Regions from separate parts of the Danio rerio genome. Here region 2 is linked to region 1. The links are chromatin contacts, called in public Hi-C maps. All regions are on one chromosome and are shown on one strand. The core of a region is the stretch at or near the end of the contact, and the rest is flanking DNA. Distances in the headings are between cores, read along the strand shown. Region 1 holds the start of meis2a (Meis homeobox 2a). Region 2 holds the start of cdin1 (CDAN1 interacting nuclease 1).

What was found. Hi-C and Micro-C count contacts between places; a contact is called where the count stands out from the background.
Region 2: a contact with region 1 is called in a Hi-C map of hematopoietic stem cells, with 2.1 times the contacts expected there. The contact joins the promoter of cdin1 here to the promoter of meis2a in region 1. A contact is called at or near these places in 2 of 18 Hi-C or Micro-C datasets (embryo and hematopoietic stem cells) and 2 of 4 datasets of contacts at active chromatin or transcription factors (embryo and gastrula embryo).

What each region holds. Positions count from the first base shown.
Region 1 is chr17:58,952,728-58,957,985 of GRCz12tu, forward strand. It overlaps meis2a (Meis homeobox 2a), which reads left to right and starts at 3,539. Exons shown (of 13, transcript NM_131896.1): 1 at 3,539-3,686; 2 at 3,961-4,181; 3 at 4,512-4,653; 4 at 4,867-4,917. The coding sequence starts at 3,675.
Region 2 is chr17:59,193,862-59,199,372 of GRCz12tu, forward strand. cdin1 (CDAN1 interacting nuclease 1) reads right to left here and starts at 2,586. Exons shown (of 13, transcript NM_001076722.1): 1 at 2,480-2,586; 2 at 1,267-1,384. The coding sequence starts at 2,516. It overlaps LOC141378393 (a long non-coding RNA gene), which reads left to right and starts at 2,699. Exons shown (of 5, transcript XR_012392955.1): 1 at 2,699-2,880; 2 at 4,407-4,447; 3 at 4,747-4,850.

The DNA of each region.
Region 1 (5,258 bases), core at 2,289-4,788:
AAGGAAAATTAATGATTCTTATCAGATATTTATCGAATGTTTGCACTTATGCTGAGGGAAGCTTTTAATTGCAATACATTCTAAAATGATGGGTTGATTTAACCTATCATTAATGAGTCGTTTGGGATGGGTCAAAACGTCGGGTTTAAAAGGTGTAATTTAAATGTAATTTAAGTTTAGATTTGCACCAGCATCGGGTTCAAAACCCTGCATTTTTGTTTGTGCGCGTGTGCAATAATAAAGAGCAGTTATAATGTGCATACACTACTTTTTGGACATGATCTTACATTTTTAAAATGTATTTTTTTTTCAAAAACTAAATAATAAATATAATTTCAATGATGAAAATACACATTTTTCAACATTTCAGAGATGAGAAAAAACAACATGGGCCCGTCAAAAGTATTTAATAATTTAATAAATTTAATTCTGAATTTAAAGCATAGGGTGGGGCATTAAATAACGCATTAAGTAACGCATTAAAGTATCACGCATTATAAAAGAAGCATTTAAAAAATGTTGTCGAACTCTCGGTTTATTTCGCCCTTCGTAATTGGCCACCGCTCAGCATAGTTCTTAAAATGCAATTTATTCAAAATCATTTATTTATTTATTTAGCATTTCTACATTTTAAATTGAATAAGGCTGTGCGTTGGGCTGCAGTGAGGCGCAGATCTGCTCCGGCAGGTGTCGCTAAAGCGCCGCAGAGCGCAGAAACACGCCGGCGGAGAGTCTCGCAGAGCCGTGAGAATAACAGCAAGAAGGAAAATGCGCCTTTTCCTCGCACACCAGAATTTACAGTTACTCACGAAACTTCTACAAACACTGGCGCTCCTCAGCCTTCCTTCGGGGACTAGCATGACATGTTCCCTAAGGTCAGGGAGAGTTTAAACGCAGCTAAAGCGGTAAACAGAGGAATGATTATCTTAACATAAATATTCACTGTAGAACAAGAGCTGCGAGGGGGGAAACATGCAGACACACATCAGAACTGGAATCAAAGAGGAATATCTGCAAATAGCCTACATAGGCCTATTATTATTATCTAAATCCTAATTAATTTTAAGACTAAATATTTAAAGTTGATTTAAAACGCACGAATGAAAAGCGCGAATCAAGTGTTAGTGTTGTTCTGTTGTTGTTTATTTATTTACTTATATATTTATTAAACGCATTTATAAACTACCGCCTTTTGTGACCTGTTGTTCTGTAGAAATGTGTTTATAGTGCGTCTATATTTTAATAATCACTGCAAATAACTTTACATCGGAATTATCGGATTAAATAATGAGACTTTCTTTCATGTTGAAAATGAAACTGTTTGCAAAGATACAAAAAGATCTGCCTCCGAGATGTGTTTTGCATTAAGCATCTACATTGTAATTCCTGTAATAGTTTTATTTAATTTATTTACGTTTAAAGGAAGTGCTTTTAAAAGAGGTTTTGTAGTTGAAATGCATTCCCCGACGCAGCTGGGCAGAGACATGGAGAGCTTTAACCCTAAAATGACCTCAATTTGACACCAGCAGATGAAATTTTACCGTCTGTTAATGCCATCTTTTAGGTGGACCCCTGTTCAAAACACTTATTTACAGCTTTTAAATAGATTATTTTAAAATCAATATAGTATTTATTTTTAATGTAACTGAAATAAGAGGCGGGTTTGATATTTCCCATATCTATTTTGAAAGTAAAAGCGTGTTTTATAAACTGTATATATATTTTTTGAGTGTGTGACACAATTAGCCTAGATGTTGTCTCGGAAAAGGTGTTTTTTTTTAAATAGCGGAGAATCAGTGTAATAAAAACCGAAATGTGCGCACTTTCGTAGGCATGAAAAAGTATTATTTCACTTGTTGGAAAGCATGCACAACATTTAATAGTTCTTGTAAATTATATTTACATTTATTATAGCTGTACTTATTTAGAATTGTACTTATTTTTAAAGTTGTTGAAATAATAATAATAATAATAATAATAATAATAACAATAATAATAATACATAAATAAATGATCATAAAGCATTTTTTATATATAATTTCCAGAAGAGGTTGTGTGGTTGAGCAGAATGCGCCGCGCTCGTCCTCAGCTTTCTGTGTGTTTGCGTTGGACTTACCGCGTGCGTTTCTCCGGTCGTCCTCGCGCTAAAGCAGTGGTCAGACATGCACGCGTTCTGTGTCCACTGCAGTCGCTATTGCACAGTGAACCCGTGCACTTTCTCCCCGTGCATGCTCTTCCCTCCCCTCTGTCATAAACAGAGTTCAGTTGTTGCATTTACGAAAATCCTCTTTTTAATTGCCGGCTTGATTAAAAAGTCGAGGCGTCGGCTTTTGTGCTGACCTCTCTGCCGCCGAGCTCTGCTCCACTAACCCGCAAATTGTTAATTTGGACAACAAAACAAGCGCTAAATGTAGACATTTATGCATAAACGCGGATCGATAGGATGATGATGATGTCACGCGCGCGCGGCGATATGCACACGCAGGCTGGCTATATGATCATTGATGAGGAGCGGTGTTTTAAGGGTCTGTTTGTGGTGTTTAGGGGCCATCTGTAGCACAATCAATATCATCGCTCCTCCTCTGAAACTTCAGAGTTCCTAATGATTGATGATCTCTTTGATAATTGAGGAGCGCGCGCGGCTCGCGTTTCAATTTTTGTGACTAAAGACATTCCCGAGGAGTTGATGCAGCTTTGGAAAAGTTTAGTTGTCTAGATAAAAAAGAGGGGGGGGGGGGGTGGCTCGTTGTGAGTGTGACACTTGATATCTAGCTGCAGTTGTAGTTTTAAAACGCGCAAAGTGCGCAAGACTTTGTTTTCTCCAGGCGCAATAACAGCGCAGTTTTAATAACGCGTTGGCCGCCTGCCCAGCGCACTGTCGCGTCTTTTTCTGAGCGCGTTTTCTGTGAGTGGGATTTTGTGCGTGGCTCCCCCCTCGCGCACTGGACGCTCGCCTCTCGCGCAGGCTTTGGCGTGGAGCTCGTGCAGGACTGGCTGTGCTCAGCGCCACTTCCGGCTTCCGTCATTTCATTCTCCCGCCGATGCGCGCAGCTCAACTCACTGTGTTCTATAAGCGAGCGAGCGGCCGACCTGCCAACACTCACTGACACTCACTCATCTCCGACCGCGCACGAGACCGCCGCATTTCTCTTTTCAAAAACTCTTCTCTTTTTCCCTCTTTTTTCCTCGTCTAAATCCTCCTCGCTACACTCCAGCAGTGGTAGTGGTAGTAATAAAACAAGAAAGCGGACCGGAGGCATAAAGGAGACAGGGACTTGTGGGATGAAAACGGGGCTCTAAAAAGATTCATCCTCTCCCGAACATCATCACCAACCATCATTCATTCATTACCTTGACAACCTCTGGCTTTGATTGACAGCTGGAGTGGCAAAAAGCCATGAGACACGACAGTTTAGTTACATGCAGGTTGTTGATGGGCCGGCTGTAACCTTCAGTTTGGTGCTTGACTTTTTTTTTCCCTTTCTTTTCTGGGGGGCAAAGAGGAAAAGAAGAATAATTGCAAAACTCTTCCCGATGCCCGCGCTCGTCCGTGTTGGAGAATAGGAGAGAATTCGGCTCGAAAAAGGGGGCATCTTTGCGGCGCATGAGTTTGTGAGCGGACTGGGAAATTAAATCTACGACACAGATCCAGAGGTTTATTGGAGCGCAGGCTGATGGCGCAAAGGGTAGGTTTAAAATCTCCAACACTCACCTCCACCAATGCACTATCTATCACAGGCCTCGACTGTCGCCGCACGCGCAAAACTACTTGAGCCTGACGCACTTTGCTGGGAATATCCTGAGCTCCGGGCTCCTGCTTTTGCTCGCTGCGCTTTTACAACTTCAACATGTTTTTGGTAATTACGGGCAAACTGCACGACTTTCCTCGCGTTTTCGCACACTTTCGCTTCTTTGTCTCCTTTTTTCTGTGCTCTTGCTGACTTTCTGCTTCTCTTGCAGTACGATGAGCTGGCTCACTACGGCGGCATGGACGGGGTCGGGATGTACGGGGATCCACACGCGCCTCGGCCGCTCCCGCAGGTCCACCATCTGAACCACGGACCGCCGCTCCACGCCAGCCAGCATTACGGCACACATGCCCCCCATCCCAATGTCATGCCCACCAGCATGGGCTCAGCTGTCAACGACGTGTTAAAGAGGGATAAAGATCAAATTTACGGGTGAGTTCCGCATTAAAATCGGATCCGCGGACTCCAGAGCCGCTTCGATTTCTGCTAACGTTTTCCCCGCAGCTTCGAGGAACTTTTCTCCTCGGGATTTTGGGAGCGAATCCACGCTTTGGACTTTGATTTATTTCAGAATCGCCTCAACAAACTTTTATTCGCTTTAAGTTCAAATCTGCTCAGATCGCCAAACCCCGACGCGATTTCGAGACTTCCGAGTTCTGCAGAATTATTACTGATTGTTTCGCGTGTCTGTTTTTGCTCATTATTGCTCTGTGCATTGACATGGCTGAGATCTAAAAGGCTGGCGTGTTGTTGTTTCTGCAGCCATCCTCTGTTTCCTCTCCTGGCTCTGGTCTTCGAGAAGTGCGAGCTGGCCACATGCACTCCCCGCGAGCCCGGGGTGGCCGGCGGAGACGTCTGCTCCTCGGACTCCTTCAACGAGGACATCGCTGTCTTCGCCAAACAGGTCCATACGCGCTGCAACACTTCCACCCGAAGACTTTCTGTTTTGTTTACACTTGGAAGTTCTAAGTAGCCGCATTAAATCGGCGCTTTTTCTACACTTAAACCAGATTAGCAACGATTTGAATTTTAATGCATAATTAAAATCTTACTATTGAATTGCTGCACATCGATTGCTATTAACCTCCATTCCCGTGTGTGTGTGTGTGTGTTTTAGGTCCGCGCTGAAAAACCTTTATTTTCTTCGAATCCAGAATTGGATAATTTGGTAAGGACACAAATCAGACTGTCTTTAAGAAGAGACTATCTTTAGTATTTTTTTTATTATTTTCTTTCGTCGGATTTGGAGATAGTAAAAGCAAATACGAGGATTTTTGATGTGTGACAGGATTGTTTGAAGTGGGACCCTCACAGCGGTCTGGAGTGGGGAATATTAGTGTGAAATAAGTCACTCATTATGGGGTTGATATCACCGTTAACACTTTCACGCAGGCCAGTTAATATAGCGGCGATTTATTTAACATCCAAAAATAATTGCTTGTTATTTCTCCGCCACATTACTGATTATTTTTAACATTACTTATTTTTATGTCATTTTATTTTTGGGGT
Region 2 (5,511 bases), core at 1,336-3,835, 240 kb after region 1:
TTTCTTTTGTTGTTAATTCCGGAGAACAAACTTGCAAATAACACCGCTTTTCTCCGGTCTACCTCCGAAAGCAGCACCTCCAATCCACATTCTGTTCAAAGTTTCTCTTTTTGCTTGCTTTTGTCGTTGCTTTTTCGTTGGGTTTTGCCATTAGCATAGTCATTAGCATATTCATACGGGGGAGGAGGCAGGGAGGGGTTTTGTGCTCGTGCATGTTGCGCTCAGTTTCACGTTCATTCAGATGTACAAAAGAATATGCGTGAGATTCGGCGTACGCAGTGTTTCATACATCTGAATTTTTTTCTGCGTACGCACATTTACAGCTTTGTGCGTACGCAATGTTTTAGTAAGATTTCCACGCAAGTCTTCGTACATGAGGCCCCAGGCCTTTCAGTCTCTGCTAATGAGCAGACAATCTGAATCAGGTGTGTTGAGTGAAGGAGACATGGGAAAAGCCGGTAGTCTTCCAGGAACGTGGTTGCGAAACACTGATCTACAGAACAAACCAGTCTTATACATTTAATAGCCTAACCTAATTAACCTATTTAGGTCTCTAAACGTCACTTTAAGCTGAATACTAGTGTCTTGCAAAGTAACTAGTGAAATAGTATGCACTGTCACCAAAATCCATGCATTATTATAAATCAGTTATTAATACGGTCATGTTTAAAATGTGTTGGAAAAGTTTTCTCTCCGTTAAACCAGAAAGAATTTAAAGAATTATTTACAGTACATTTTACAGGAGGGATTGTCTTCACCTCATCTGTGTGTTATGATGGTGCAAATATATCAGACATTGCAGACATCTTAAACCAAAATATTGGAAAAAGCAAAACCCGAACATGTAAAAGAAATAGCATCACAGTAGAATCACACACTCATGATAAGTTACACAAGTGCAGCTCACAGCATTTCTCCAGCAATCTGCCAAAACAAAACCTCAAAGACATGATAAATCCTGAGAGAGTGAGTGATTGAACATGGAGAATACAGACTCCAGTGTTGTAAACACAGCGCATTGTTGCACATACAGTACTAAAGTTGTGTTTCTGCACAGCATTTAAAACTTGAGCGTCATCATTACCTTCATTTTGCTGTAGTAGCAGTGAAAGTGAATACTTTCTTAAAGGCTGGTATGAATTAATTAGGCCATAATATTAATCCCTCTTTAAAGTCCAGCAAGACAGCAAGTTCTTTGAAAAGTTGTGTGTGTGTGTGTGTGTGTGTGTGTGTGTGTGTGTGTGTGTAAAACGCAGATGCTCTTACTGTGTGAAGTGCGTCTGCAGGGTCTTCATGCACTGCCGTGTGGGACGCAGCTGCTCCACAAACCTGCTGATGCTCCTGTATTCTGCCCTGCAGATCCTCAGATTATTCACCTGTTCACCTGCAGATGCGCACACACACGCGCAAACAAACACACAAACACACACTTTAGTCTGATTGCCAATGTAAATAGTTGCAATATTGTTGTTGAGTACTTGTGATAAGAGGATACTGATATTTTTACTCACACACAGAAATCATAACACACACGCTTACAGATCATAACACACACACACACACACAAACACAGATCATAACACAAACACACAAGTTCAAACACAGATTATAACACACACACACATATCATTACACAAACACACACACACACACACACACACAGATCATAACACACACACACAAATACAAACACAGATCATAACACACACACAAATATACAAACACAGATCATTACACAAACACACATACATACAAACACACACACACAGATCATAACACACACACACACACAAACACAGATCATAATACACAAACACACACAAACACATAAAGAGATCATAACATACACACACTAACACTCACATACAGAGATCGCAACACAAACACACACACACTAACACAAACACACACACACACTAACACATACAGAAAATGTAACACAAACACACACACACACACACACATTAACACAAACACACACACGCACACACACATACAGAAAAAGTAACACAAACACACACACACGCACACACACACACTAACACAAACACACTCACACACACACACACACACACTAACACATACAGAAAAAGTAACACAAACACACACACACGCACACACACACACGCACACAAATATAAACTTACACAGAGATCATAACACACACAGACAGACACATAAACAGCTCATAACAAACACACACACACACACACACACACACACACACACACACACACATACACACATAGAGATTGTCAAACAAACACAAAAGAGAGAAACGTAAACACACACACTATAACACACAAATAGACACACATACAAATCATAACACACAGAGAGCATAATACCAACACACATACACACTGACAGATCATAACATACACACACACTTTCACACACACACACAAACACACACAACCACACACTGACAGATCATAACACACACGCAGTGCAGCAGTACTGTATATTAGTACTTTACCTGTTCCTGTGGCGCTGCCGCCTGACACTGCATCCATATTTCACAACTCTGCAACACAAACAGCACCAATAACACTGTACAAGCTCCAGTTCTGCAGCACACGCGACCGAACAGCGTCACTTCCTAGTCAACTCCCGCGAACGCGTTCAAACGGCAGATCAATGTAAACACGCTCCTGATTGCCCACGGTGACTGTTGTCATTGAGTATAGCGGACGGCGATTGGAGGACTGCGATGGTGAGCCTCCTGTGTGATGCTGAGGAGAAATACTTCAATGATGGGCTTATTATAACGCGCTATGAAGAATAAGTCACTCGTAACGGGGAATAACTTAACAAATGATGTCTTTCACTTTCAGTTTACAATCAGATAGTTTAGTTTAATCATATCGCTTCATTGTTGTAAGTATAATTACGCTACAGCCGTTCATGAGCGCGTATTAGTAGCGAAGGCTGACGTCACACAATAATAATAAACTAACGTTACATTAATGTAAGCGTTACATAAGCGTTACTTGTAGCCTGACGTCACATTTACAATGAGATGAAAACATCTTAACAGCTTTGCATGTTAACATTAGTTAATAAAAATGATGTTTATTAATGTGTATTGCTAGTTTCCATTAGCTTAGGTCTGTAACAGATACAAGAAATAACATAACATATACCACTTATACACAAATTATTATTATAATGTATTCTATTAGTGAACACAATGCTGAAATCACCTTAAATGTGAGTAATAAATGCAGTATCATTAAGTACCTTTCAGTTATTTAATGTTAGTAATACTTATTGATTAGTAGATGTAGATTATTGCTAGTTTTTGTTAGTTAAAAAACATTAATATACAGTATAACCTTAAATATGAGTAATAAATGCAGTAACATTAAGTATTTAACATTAGTAATACTTTATTAGTTAGTACATGTAGATTAGTGCTAGTTTTTGTTAGCTTATGTCCGTGACAGAGACAACAAATAACATAACATATACAACCTATATACAAATTATTAAAATAATGTATTCTACTAGTGAAAACAATACTGAAATTACCTTAAATATGAGTAATAAATGCAGTAACATAAAGTGTTTTTTCAATTTTGAAACGTTAGTGATACTTTATTAGTTAGTTCATGTAGATTATTGCTAGTTTTTTTCTATCTCAGGTCAGTTAAATAACATTACCATACAGTATAACCTTAAATACGAGTAATAAATGCAGTAGCATTAAGTAAATTTAAGTCACATTCGTCACATTCGTGATTTTGTATTAATTAGTACATGAATATTATTATTAGCTTTTGTCAGCTCAGACAAATTAAATGACATTAACATTCAGTTTAACCTTAGATATGAGTATAAATGCATTAACATGAAATGTTTTTTTCCCGTTATTTAAGGTTAGTAATACATTATTAGTTAGTACATGTATATTATTGCTAGTTTTTTCAGCTCAGGTCAATTAAATAACAATAATACAGTATTACCTTAGAAATGAGTAGTAACTGCATTGCTATTGAGTATATATATATATATATATATATATATATATATATATATATATATATATATATATATATATATATATATATATATTCATCTTTAAAAAATTCATAAATGGAAGCTTAATTTACATAATTATCATAATATCATTATACTAAGAAACTGACACATTCAGCATTTGATACAAACAGTCTGATAATCAAAGTGACCGTTGGCAATATAGAAATATGAATATAATATGAAGATATAAAGGTTTAATTTGGTTGAACATTTCCTGACGCATGCTTAACACCTGTCAGTCAGATTTGTGTTTGTTTCACATCATAAATGTGCCGCAGTGGTCAGTGAATGTGTTTCAGAGCTCTGTTAAACCTCTCACTGTGTTAATGCATTTTAATTCTAGTTTCTTTTTCTCCTTTCAGCCCTCAGAATCTGTCTGGAGGCACAACTGGACACTCTTTATGTAAGTTTGATCCATTGCATTCTGACGGCGTGCTGATTCACTATTATTCACAATATAAGTCTGTAATTCTGCTCACATAAAGCAGCGTGTTCAAATAAACCTCACTATAGTTTCACCTCAGACTGGTAAATTGCATTTCGGCAAATGAAAGCCAGCTCTGTGCTCTTAAAAATAATGTTCCTTATGTTTATAAGATCCTTTTACTCCAAAATTTCCATTAGAAAGATATGCTGATGTTCAATATATGATGAAGATACACAATTTTGCCTCCATGTGATCGGCTTTTCCACTGTTACCAGTTTGCCCAGTGGCTCGCCGCGTAGTTTGGCAGACTTGACATGCAGAGAGGAGTTGACTGTAACGAAAGGGTTCAAGTCCAGTGAAGAACGGTTCCAGAAAGCAGGTAAGACAAAAACAAAGGCCAAAATAATAAATAAACAAGCAAATAACAGGGTGAGAACGTGGTAAAATCTGAAAATGTGGTCAAAATCAGATGAGGACTTTTCTTTCTCTGCATTGCTTTTGAAAACACTGTCGGTTGGGTTTAGGGAAGGGGGTGGGCGGGTCAATCAGTGCCTTTAAAAACACTGTCGGTTGGGTTTAGGGAAGGAGGTGGGCGGGTCTATCGGTGCTTTTGAAAACGCTGTGGGTTGGGTTTATGGAAGGGGGTGGGTGGGTAACTTAAAATATAATATATTATATTAAACATAAACAGTTTTGTACACGTCTGTTTAAACAATAAGGCAATACACTAAATATATGATGCGTGTGCGTGCGTGCCTGCATGTGTGCGTGCGTGTGTGCGTGTGTATGTGTGTGTGTGTGTATGTGTGTAGAGATGGCTCCTGTGGTCGTGCTGTGCTGTAAGAGTGTGATAACAGTCGGGACTAAACGTCTCTGCTGTAATCCAGTGTGTGTAAGGAGCCACAGCGTGTGTGTGTGATACGAGTGTGTGACCTTTGTTCTGTGAATGGATGTCTGATGGTGGGTTTCCTGCAGGCTCTGATAGACATCTGAGAGTCTGATTGGAGGTCAGTCACTGCCGGCCTTCACCTCGGAGGAAT